Linked DNA regions of Zea mays: region 1 is linked to region 2. The links are chromatin contacts, called in public Hi-C maps. All regions are on one chromosome and are shown on one strand. Each heading gives the region's core, a stretch centred on a gene start, on an enhancer-like site or on the middle of the called end of the contact. The rest is flanking DNA. Distances are from core to core; before and after follow the strand shown. Region 1 holds the start of LOC109943013 (ethylene-responsive transcription factor ERF039). Region 2 holds the start of LOC541900 (tonoplast intrinsic protein 5).

Region 1 (6,417 bases), core at 807-3,306, 140 kb before region 2:
CGCCCCATGCAGCGAGTATAATAAACAACTAGTAGCACAAACTAATGACGATCTAAAAGTATATATTATATGCACACCCTGGTTTACAGAGGACGCAATCATGGAACGCACTATGAATATTCTAGAACCAAACTAGAGCGAAGAACTACCCCTAGCCGCCCTCCCAAACAATTAAACCGCCAAAGATCACAGCCAACGTATAACTAGCTATCCCTGGAGATTAGTCATTTCTTATGTTGAAGTGTAGTTAGTGGCACAAGGTTTAGTGTTTGCATGGTAGGTAAGCAGGATAAGGCCATGCACATGTGTGGGCAGCAGCCTGCCTGCCTACGTACCGGTTAGGTATGTGGTATGACGAATGAAGCCATATATACCATTTCGCTACGACTCTAGTACGTGTTAGTTTTTTGAGCCTCGCTACGAGGTTAGTTGAGTCGTGTACAGAGCGCATGCATTACGTCGACTAAAGAATGAACGGGTCGGCATGACACACATGATCAATGCAATGCCGTCTTGTGCAATAGTCGTCCGTGAGCATGTGAGCTCCGGCTCCGGCAGACCAAGTTTTCTAATGCTTGCCTGGAGCCAGCTGGGGCCTGGGGCCATCACTCATAGCCATATGCTTTGCTACTTGCTACAGGGCAGGCCGGTCAGAGCTGTTGTTTAGAGTTCATCTGTCTGTTGACTACTGAATTGCCGTTTTGCATCATACGTACTGACTTGTAGAGCGCACGTACGCGGCCGCCATGGCTGCGGCGCCTTCTCTGTACGTCGTCATGCGGGCATATTATTGCATGGTAGCTCTCTCGTTGGCCTGCAGCTACAACACCAACCCCAACAGAGATTGCTTGTGCGTGGCGGTACACGCATCACTGAAGCACGTACGACGCGGCTACAGTGCTACACTGGGTTCAGTCGCCATCACGGGACGGCCGGGGACGGGAGCAGTGGTGGTCGCCGGCGCGCTAGCTGTCCGCGTTTGGTTTCGTTGGGTTCTTGTCACTAGCACTCGTACCTGCAGTGGTTCTTTAGTCGCCGTGCCACCCTACTAGCGCTTAACAGTTTGTGAGGTGAACCCGGCAATCTTATGGTACGGCCACAGCGCCTCTCCGTAGGTGCATGCATCAAGTTCGCCAGTAGCAGACCGAGTACTTCCGTTCTCTGAGGGACGCCATTCGGCGGCTAGGTAGGTTCGTGTGCAGTGGCTTTCCAAGCCCGTACGTCTGTGCCACCGGAATCGATCGTCATGTCCTCACTGATCGATCGCCAACGAAGCGGTGTACGTGTGTGGCCTCTACACCCTACCGTGCTCAATTCAAATCAGTGAAATCACTGCAGCCTCGATTAATGTTTGAGCAGTGACCACCGACAATGGTCAAGGTCGCCGGAGTCCTGCGGCAGTGAGTCAGGCGACCGTGTGTTGCACTGCAGCGGGAGAGTTGCTCTCATTGCTCCAGCTGCACAACCTACCATCAGTTGCACTGCAGTTTTCTGAAGGCCCAGGAACATCGAAGTTGCCGGCCCGCGTTTGGTTTCGGGCTTTCGGCCCGGCCCGGAGGCGGCGACGACGGGTGTGCCGGTGTATTCGTCACTCACGAAGGCGAAAGCTTCGCTGATAGTGCAACAAGGCAACGAGTGGATCACGGGCTGGTGATAGCAACCTTGAGGCCTTGCAAGTTTACTCACGGATTAGACACCCATCGCGAACTTGGCACAGTGTATTGTGTAATCTTAATCACTAGCTACGTTTTTAACATTTAGACCTGTAAGGCTGTAAACATTACAGCAAAACAGTATTGTACACGACCATATACACTGTCCGCTAGTCATAGGCATTGGTCATTTTTAATAAAGCACGTTTATACGTCTCTACGTATAGATTCTCGAACAAAATATTAAAGTATATATACACATGGTTTCTCAAAGCGAAGCTACAGCTCCAAATAGGCTTGGTGGGCGACGTCCTATGTTTCCACTTTTGCGCCACGTGCCCACAGCCTCCGCGGCGTACCGCGTACCATAAAAACCAGACCCCGCTCCGATCTCCCCGTCTCCAAGTCTCCACTCTCCAGGTCTCCACTCCCCGCGGCCGGCTCCTCTGCAGCCCCAGTCCCCTCCGGCCCAACAACAGCTTACAGCTCCACCACCGCCGCTCCGCAGGCAGTCAAAAGCTGCCATGGACACGGACGACGCGCAGGAGCCGGCCACCCCAACCTCCCCGTCCCCGTCCCCGTCTTCGTCCTCCTCCTCCTCCTCTTCCTCGTCGTCGTCCCCAAAGAAGCGGGCGCGCAGGGACGGCGGGCGGCACCCGACGTACCGCGGCGTGCGCATGCGGAGCTGGGGCAAGTGGGTGTCGGAGATCAGGGAGCCACGCAAGAAGTCCCGCATCTGGCTGGGCACCTTCGCCACCGCGGAGATGGCCGCGCGCGCGCACGACGTGGCCGCGCTGGCCATCAAGGGCGCCCGCGACGCGCACCTCAACTTCCCGGGCCTCGCGCGCCTGCTCCCGCGCCCGGCCACCGCCGCGCCCAGGGACGTGCAGGCCGCGGCGGCGCTCGCCGCGGCCGCCGACTTCCCCCTGCCCAATGCCGAGAGCGGCGGCTCCGCCTCCGACGGCGCCCCGCAGGACGACGCCGAGCCCAGCCCGGACGACGCGCTGTTCGACCTCCCGGACCTGCTCCTGGCGGACCTGAGATGCTGCGGGCCGCCGCCGTCGTGGGCCGTCGACGACGACGTGGTCGGCGGAGGCGCGTTCCGGCTCATCGAGGAGCCGCTGCTGTGGGAGTACTGAACTGGCCAATGCCACTGCCCAGTGTTGGACCGTTCGGACACATGTAAAAATGCCGCTGCTTCCGCTCCTCTCTCTCTCTCTCTCTTCTTCTTCTTCTTCCTATTAAAAACATCGAGGTTGCTCTGCTTTTTCTTCTCCGGGTTTTCCTTTGCCAGATTTAGGCGCCGCGCTTGTATAAAGTGACTTTCTTTTGTTTCTCTCTCCTCCTCCACTTGCTTGATTTGGGGGACAAGAATATGTATAATTAAGAAGCATCTTGTGTTCCGTCACTTCTGGGTGTATTGTTTATTCTAGTGGTAAAAAAAAAGCTGACCAGACAAAGGTTTGGGCCAAACGGGCGGTGGTATTTAGTTATTTACGCATCCGGCTGTCGACTTTGCGATCACTGATCAAAACTTCAATTAGACTGTTCGCTTAAAATAGGGACGTATAAGGTGAAGTTTTAAAATAAGGGATGCGGTGGGAGATTGATATTGGTATAGGGGATTGATAGGAAGATCTACTCGCAAAGTGAAGTTTTAGATAAGACATTAGACAGGGGATTGGATCGTACTCCTGCCTGCTGCTGCTATGATCGTCTCCTTCCTCGTCTGAGGAGGACGAAGGAAAAGTCTCCCGCCTTCCGAGCCACGGCAGGAATCCCCCCGATCCGCTCAGGCGCAAGTTAACAAACAGTGCACTAATAAATAATTGGCCCTTGTTTAATGCTAGTATGCTACTGCGAACAGCGTCTCCTAGTACGAACGGTGACGTGTGCCCGCGTGGAGGACAGGAGCGCGAAAGCGACGGCCGCCGCGAAAAAAAAATGCGGCATCCAGCTTCCGGGTTAAGATTTGAGACAGGCCCCGTCAAATAAGTAATCACGCTCGCAGGGACACGGTCGCCGGACCCGGACGACCACAACGCCCCGCCCCGCTGAGGCTGTGCGCAGCGGTAAGCGCTAGCCTTCCTCCTCCCCTTGCATGCCGGCTGTAGGGGTCACTCTACCGCCGCAGCGGTGCCCTTTACAGCGCATCCTACGCGTCGGTTCCCTTCTCTTTCCTCCAGATCTAGCGTGTCACTGTTCATCACCCTAAACACTATGCTGCGGGTACACGAGTAATTGTTAGTAGATAAAAAATTGATAGTTAATATAGAAAATGATATTTTATATTTGTAGTGGGGTATAGGGGAGTATTTAGGGGGAACCGCTACAAGAGATGAAAAAATAGAAGGAAATATAAGGAAGAAAAGTGATATAGGGGGAAATTTAGGGGTAACAGTTGCGGATAGCCTGATCGCATCTGGTGGGTGCCTTGGAGTGCTCGACACGTTACGCACACCGGCACGACCGCACAAGGCCTGGCCTGGACCTTCATTGTCCAAATTCACACAGGAGGTGTGTGTGTGTTTTTTAGGGCGGGTTACTGTACTCACCTATTTTTTGTTATATATATTGCGAGGCAGGAAAGATACTCCCTCTGCTTCTTTTTATTTGTCGCTGGATAGTATAATTTTATACTATTCAGCGACAAATAAAAAGAAACGAATAGAGTATTAATTATTTTCAGCTAGCACGGTTCTTACTACTCGCGTGAGTGTTGACGCCTTGATCTGTTCTCGTTCTTGATCTGCTCGCGTGAGTGGAGTGGAGCCTGAGGCCGCAGGGGGAGGGCGTACGACGAGACGACGTAAAAGCACTGTGCTCTCTATCATCATTTATAGATGCTGCTGCCTCCAGCAGGCAGAGGCCGTGCAGCGGCGCGCAGGTGTCCCGTTTCGTCGGCTCTCGGTCGTCGGGGTATTTGAGAGGTCCAACTCTGTCCAACCGGCAAGAGCAGGCAGACAGACAGAGATGCCTGGGAATGGGTAGGGGTGGGCATTTTAAAACCGAAAACCGAACCCGAACCCAAACCGAACCCGAATAGACTGAATTGTCGGTCTATTCGGGTTTTCGGGTTCGGGTTCGGTTCCTATATGTGCTATATTTCGGGTTATGGGTTCGGGTTCGGTTCCTAACCTTTAAAACCCGAATAGACCTAATAACCCGAAATATAAAAAAGCTCTTAATATGTGATGGTATTATTATATGATTTATGAACTTATTAGCTAGAAATAATGATATCATCTTAACGATAGTATATATATCTTTATATGCTAATTTTTATAGTCACTTGTTGTAGTAATAGTACTTTCAATTAATTATTCATTGTATATATTTTAACAAAATATACTAGTCTCTCTACAATTCGGGTCTATTCGGTGGACCGAATAGACCGAACCGAAATTGTGAGTCTATTCGGGTTCGGTTCCTAAAATATTTTTGGAAATTTCGGTTTTCATTTTTCAGAACCCGAAATTTCACAAACCCGAATAGACCGAACCGAATTACCCTAATAGACCGAATGCCCAGCCCTAGGAATGGGATGGGTTCCAGTTCCAGGCTGGCCAGTGTGCGACGCCCTCAACCTGGCGGTACGGTCTACTGCTCGCGGCGTACGGAGTCACACCACGCGGCTTTGCCCCCATTGGGGCACAGCTACGCATGACCCGTCCACACAGGCCATGCCGCCCTAGCTGCCTAGCTTGCCTGCCCCTTTCCCGTTCCTGCGAGCCGGCCGGGGGGACTTTGACCAGAGCCCAGTCAGCGGCCAGCAACCAGCTGAGCACCGGACGCAAGAGGATTGCACCAGCACGCAGAGCATCGGAAGTGGCTGCCTGCGCTGCGCCCATGGCCAGATGCCCTGGCTGGCCTCCAGGTCCAGGATTTTGAAGCGATTGCGAAGAATGTGAACGGGGAACACCAAACCTGATGCTGGTTTGGGCCACGCCTTCCATATTTCCATGAAAACGATCAAAGTCACTCGTCGTCGACTATAAATGCGCATGTCGCCCTAGCAGTCCCCGTGTTTCAGCTCAAAGTACGGCCTTTTTTATTTCCATGAAAACGATCAAAGTCACTCGTCGTCGACTATAAATGCGCATGTCGTCCTAGCAGTCCCCGTGTTTCAGCTCAAAGTACGGCCTTTTTTATTTCCATGAAAACGATCAAAGTCACTCGTCGTCGACTATAAATGCGCATGTCGCCCTAGCAGTCCCCGTGTTTCAGCTCAAAGTACGGCCTTTTTGGCCCGACTCGAGCACCATACAGCACGATCCAACGTTTTTTTTGTCTCTGGATCAACCCGGACCGCACCTATTATTAACCGTGGCGAGCTTCTTCTTTTTGACTGAAAAAGTCAAAAAAAAACCCGAACTAGCAAACTGTACTTAGAGCAACTCCAATAGTTATGTAAATTTTAGCTCTCTAAATCACAGATTTAAGAAGTTGTTAAATGACTTTTGGAGTAAAAAAATGTGAGTTCTCCAATAGTTCTCTAAATATAGGTTGTAATTTTGTTTTGTATTTATCCACATAAAAAATAAGTCACAAAAACTATATAATGCAGTCAACATTTTTGTTTAAGGAGTTGTTAAATGGTTGCCAAATGTAGAGAGAAAATGAGGTTAGATGACAAGTTGTTAAATTTAGAAAGTTCATTTAGAGAACTGTTGGAGAATAGTTTTCATGTTAACTACCTAAATTATTGATTTAAGAAGTCTTTTAAAGAACTACTGGAGTTGCTCTTAGGTCATCAACCAACGAG
Region 2 (5,602 bases), core at 2,438-4,937:
TTAGCGTATCAATATTTAGCGTATCGATGGGCTCACATAATCAATGTTCGGACAACAGAACTGCTTCTCATGGTCTTCGTCGATGACAGCACGGTCTCCACAATCGCATCGAGGCGGTGAGTCCATCCGTCTTTCTGTTGCTACCTCCTTCTCCGCATCCGTCATTGGTGGAGGATTCGGGAGAGGAGGTACCTAATGCTTAAAACACTCATGACTAGTCCTTCCACACAATCAATTAGCGAAAAGAAGATATTGAGGGTCAAATTTATCAGGACCGTCGATCCACTGGAAAAAGAAACACCTCAGGTGCCCCTAAAACAATGGAACGAAGCACTATTACACATCTACTAAATAATAAATGCGAACAAAATTAAGTCACAAGTCATAAGCTACGTACGTCAAAACCGCCACAAAGGTAGAAGCAGCGAGCAGTCGTGTCTGGATGTTTGGATTGACATACCCAAGCCAGTCTGCCACAGTCACAGTTAGGCACGGGGAGTTCAGGAGGAACAGGAGCATCCTTACTAGATACATCCGGATATAACTCCCGAGGACGACCTCTCTTCTGCCACAACGACTCTCGGTACATGTCTTTCATCTAATAAACGATTATAATTATCACTTGTACCTAATATGCTTTATAATAGGTTTACACAAACTATCAAATAAAATATACTCATTATATTAATGATACTATATATATTATGAGCTACTATGAAACTAATAATCGAAATGATAATATAATAGATTTATACAAACTATCAAACTATGAAACTATGAACAACTATGAAACTAACAACCCAATATACAAAACGAATCAGTTGGGCACCATACCTTGGTCTACGAAGTGAACCAACTCGAATCTTTGAATCCAGCAAATTTTGACGAAGTTTTGAAATGAGAGGAAATGTGCTGCTCTCGGCCAGCAGCGCGGCCGTTTTTATAGGCGTACGTAGCTCGGCGCCAAGATCTGTGGCGCCGAGCTACGAGGCCGCATCGGCGTCGCGTCAGTGTCATGTCAGTCCTAGACGCAGGGAGCCGTTGCTGCCACGCCACACCTCGGCACCATAGGCTGTGGCGCCGAGCTGTGTTACCTCGGCGCCACAGCCTATGGCGCCGAGTATTGGGTCGAAACTTGCATATAAAATTTCTGGGGGTCCAAACGTAAATATTTTTCAAAAATAGGGCTAAAAAAGAAAAAAATCGGCACACGGGTCGGCCTCCAGTGTGTAACAGTGAGATGACACCACTAAAGAACGAAGACGATCAGCTTGTTCGCTGCGGCTTGCTGCGGCTGCAATCCGGCTGCGGCTGCGGCTTTTACAGTATTTTTCTCTCTATGGATTGCAGCTGCAGCAGTCCAAACAGCTGCAACAGTGTCGGCTTGTAGCCAGCCGAACACGCCAGATGGTATGGCTGGGGCCGACCGGTTTGCCAGGCGCACGAGATTCCTACTGGTGACTGATGTGTCGCCGCCTCTCCAACCTCGCCGCTTTCTCCTCGCATGAACTACGTAGACCACCATCCCGTCTCGCCTCACCTGCTGCTTCTGAGTCGTTGTTTACAATCAATTCCTATTGATAAACTGACAATCAATCAATTAATTATGTCGGATAATCTTTTCTTGTCGAAAAGAATTTATAAAATATTTATTTAACCATTGCCGACCTGTAAATTTTTTTATTTGACGATGTAATTACTATCGATGATTTGAGTAGCAACTCCGTGCCGTGCGAGTCATTGATCTTTTTGTTATTGTTATTAGTATAGATAATAATGTAGAGCCTGTTGTCAATAATATTTCTTAGAATCATGGTTTGACAATATTATATATATTTTACAATTTCCATGACAATATCATAGTTTTGGTCAACTCTAAAAAATTCATGGTCTTAGAAACATTGTTTGAATACGGTGTTGTAAACCATAATATTTAAATAAAAGCTAGTCATGTAATGAAAACTTTGGATTGAAGTGCAGTTTTCAATATTTCAAAAATACCATAGTAATTAGAATACTATGGTTTTGAAATCATAGTTTTAGAAAGTAACTAAACACCTTAAAACATAAAATACTCTGAAACTTTAGAAACTAAAAAAATACTTCCAGTGTATGTCAACTTCAGGGTTGTACCGCTAGTCCAATGTTGATGAGAGAGAGAACCCCAAATCGTTGCGTTGGTAGCGCGAACAGGAACGTCCATTAGCAACCGCCAAGAGAAACGGTCTTTCTTGGGAGAAAGTGTCACGCTTTTACATTCGTGCCGGAGCTGGAGTTTATGGCCGCTAGCCGATGGGGCGTGCATTGCGGTTTGTCAGTTTTGGATGAGGATTATATGTCGCGAACAACATTGATGAATTAAAATAAGTAATTTGGTGACCGGGTTTATCTGACGGCGCATAATGCTCATCCGGGGAATCAACGGTAAATATATGCTCGGGATCATCATTCGTACAACAAACTATTTCAGTACAGCAACGCGACGGAACTGAAAGCCCACTGGACAAACTAATTACAAACACAATGTCATCATGGTCTCTCTCACACACACACACATTTAGATCCATCGACTCATTCACAACCACAACGAATGGATGCACAGTTGCACACTAGCTTGTCAAACGACCACCGCCTCCACGTTCCCTGTCACGCTCGGGCACGCCATGATCTGGTACACCAGCGCGGCGACGGCCGCGCCGACCATCGGGCCGGCCCAGTACACGGCCTGGTTCTTGAAGTGGCCGCTGACGACGGCCGGCCCGAACGAGCGTGCCGGGTTCATGGACGCGCCCGTCAGCGCGCCCGCGGCAAGCACGAACGCGCCCTGCGTGAGCCCAACAGCCAGCGCGCCCAGCGCCGTGGCCGCGAACTCCCGCTTGCCGTCGCCGCCGCGCGAGCGAGGCTCGCGCTCCCCGACCACGTGCACCGTGTACACCAGCAGGAACGTGAGCACGCCCTCCAGCACCGCGCCACCGAACCCGGTCATCGCCACCGCGATCCTCGTCGTCGGCACCTCCTGCGCGACAACGTGCGTAGCGTACGTTCATCGATGGGTCAGTGTGAGAAACGACAGTGTAGTTTGCAGGTAGGAAGCGAGAGCGGTTACGAAGACATGCACATGCCTCGCCGGCGGATAAGAGGTTGAGGGAGAGGCATGCGAAGGTGGCGCCGAGCAGTTGCGACGCCCAGTAGAAGATGGCTCTCGGGACGCCGATGCGGCCGCCGATGGCGTACGCGAACGTGACGGCAGGGTTGACGTGGCCGCCGGAGACGTCGGCGGCGATGAGCACCGCGGCGAAGAGCCCGAACGCCTGCGCGACGGCGGTGGCCACCAGGGGCCAGGCGCTGCTGGTAACGTCCGGCGTCGCCAGCATCCCTGGCAAACATACACATTACAAACGCAGTCGCGCGGAGATCAGAAAACCGTCCGTAGTTACAGTTCTGTATCAACTATCAACTCATGTGCGCATTCATGGATGGAAATGGAATGCGGGGAAACTTGACGTACGGGCGGAGATGGCTGAGCCGACGGCGGTGAACACGAAGAGGAAGGTGGAGATGAACTCGGCGAGGTAGGAACGGAGCGACGGCGCCGAGAAGCAGCGCTTCAAGTCGACGAGGAGGTTGTTCGACGCCATGGCGGAGAGGCTCTCGCTCTTCGTTGTTTTTCAGTGTACTATCCTGCGCGCGCACGAATAATCCCGCACGTAGGCTCTGTGTGTTCCGGAGTTTTATATATAGCGAGAGCGAGGGATCGGAGAGAGGGCCGCGTCCGAAGAGTGAAACGACGCCTGGGTAGTTCGCAGCGGTTGCTGCCGCGCGTGCCCGTTCCAAAGTTCACGCACCCGTTAGGTATACACACGCACATGTGAAAATTCGTTCATGGAAACGCCGAACTGTGCATTGCATTTATACAGATACAGACCGAACACTTCTCTCGCTTGCTTACGGCATCTTGGCACCGTTGGTGAATGGAAATGAAAACCAGACGTTGGGAAATGCAAACAGGACAAAACATGATCACAGCACGAAGCGCCAGATGACACGACGACGACGATGGTGAAATCAACACAGACGGATCGATCGGGCTAGCTCATCCGGACTTTCATGGGTACTCCTGCTGGCCGACCGGCTGGTAGGAGGCGATGAACACGTCGCCGTAGACGAGCCCCGCCAGGCCACCGCCGACGAGGGGGCCGACCCAGTACACCCAGTTGCCGGCGAAGTTACCGGCCGCCACGGCGGGGCCGAAGGAGCGGGCCGGGTTCATGGAGCCGCCGCTGAAGGGGCCGGCGGCCAGGATGTTGGCGCCGACGATGAAGCCGATGGCCATGGGCGCGATGGTGCCCAGGGACCCCTTCTTCGGGTCGGCCGCGGTGGCGTACACGGTGTACACCAGCGCGAAGGTGATCACGATCTCCATCACCACGCCCTCGATCTCGCTGATCCCGGAGACGCCGTGCGTCGGGATAGCCTGCACAGCACACAGTTCGTTCGTTAAGCTCCACTTTACTTAATCCGCCTTCTCTCTTCTCTTCCGGGAGCTGAGCTGAGGAGGTGCGCAGTGAAAGAAAAAATACACAGCTGCTACGGTAACGCGCCAAGACTGGTCGAGCCGTCGAACCGAACCTGTCCGTGGGTGACGTACTGCAGGAGAAAGCACGCCACGGAAGCGCCGAGAAGCTGGGCAACCCAGTAGAGGATGCCGGTGAGGATGGTGATGTGGCCGCCGACGGCGAGGCCGAAGGTGACGGCGGGGTTCAGGTGGCCGCCGGAGATGTTGGCGGCCATGGAGACGCCGACGAAGAGCGCGAACGCATGGGCGATGGCGATGGCCACCAGGCCGGCGGGGTCCAGAGCGCCGCCCTTCGTCAATTGCGCTGCACGAGACGAATTTAATAATCTGAGGTAAGCCTGCCAGGAATACATGGTCGTCGCCGCGGGGTGGAAACTGGAAAGCGAAACGGGGTATGAGAGGAGGCAGTAGAAAATTAAAGCTCACAGTAGGCAATGGCGGACCCGACGCCGGCGAACACGAAGAGCAGCGTGGCAATGAACTCGGCCACATAGGCCTTGAGCGACGCGGCGCTCAAAGAGTCGCGAAAGCTTCCAAATGCGAGCTTCACCATCTTTTTTCCCCCCCTCTCCCACTCCCTCTGACGGTATTCCGGCCCTTGGACTGGAATTCAGAGAAGAAGATGGCTATAGCTTATCAGGCCGCTGATGCGAGAGTTCCTTCAGCTTAGTCTCCTTAAATACACGTCATAATGCGCTGCCTTGCCTCGGATGTGCCTTACAATACTATGGGCGGTGCGCAATGATCACCACATGATTGATAATTTAAATTTTGGCCGCGTTTTGTGGCTGACACTGGTCGACCAACCGCCCTAACTCGCTGAATTGATGTGTAGTTGTGGTTCTTCAGGTCGAGACACGCACGTTAGGATACGCCATGAGACAGCGAGGAGGAACAAGACCTTGGAGCATACAGTGATATCTCTTGCCTAAACAAATCAATGGCGGCGCGGTGTGATATGTGAATTGATCCTTTATTTCTACCGTGTATCTACTGATCTATTTTTTTAGGAGGGGTGACAAGAGC

What was found. Hi-C and Micro-C count contacts between places; a contact is called where the count stands out from the background.
Region 1: a contact with region 2 is called in a Hi-C map of leaf, with 4 times the contacts expected there. The contact joins the promoter of LOC109943013 here to the promoter of LOC541900 in region 2. A contact is called at or near these places in 4 of 25 Hi-C or Micro-C datasets (leaf and tassel).

Annotation. Positions count from the first base shown.
Region 1 is chr10:141,966,246-141,972,662 of Zm-B73-REFERENCE-NAM-5.0, reverse strand. LOC109943013 (ethylene-responsive transcription factor ERF039) reads left to right here and starts at 2,056. Exons shown (of 1, transcript XM_020545735.3): 1 at 2,056-3,064. The coding sequence starts at 2,177. The coding sequence ends at 2,791.
Region 2 is chr10:141,833,302-141,838,903 of Zm-B73-REFERENCE-NAM-5.0, reverse strand. It overlaps LOC541900 (tonoplast intrinsic protein 5), which reads right to left and starts at 3,687. Exons shown (of 3, transcript NM_001111566.1): 1 at 3,509-3,687; 2 at 3,123-3,376; 3 at 2,451-3,016. The coding sequence starts at 3,638. The coding sequence ends at 2,618. LOC541687 (porin 2) reads right to left here and starts at 5,214. Exons shown (of 3, transcript NM_001371614.1): 1 at 5,003-5,214; 2 at 4,630-4,880; 3 at 3,884-4,474. The coding sequence starts at 5,129. The coding sequence ends at 4,106.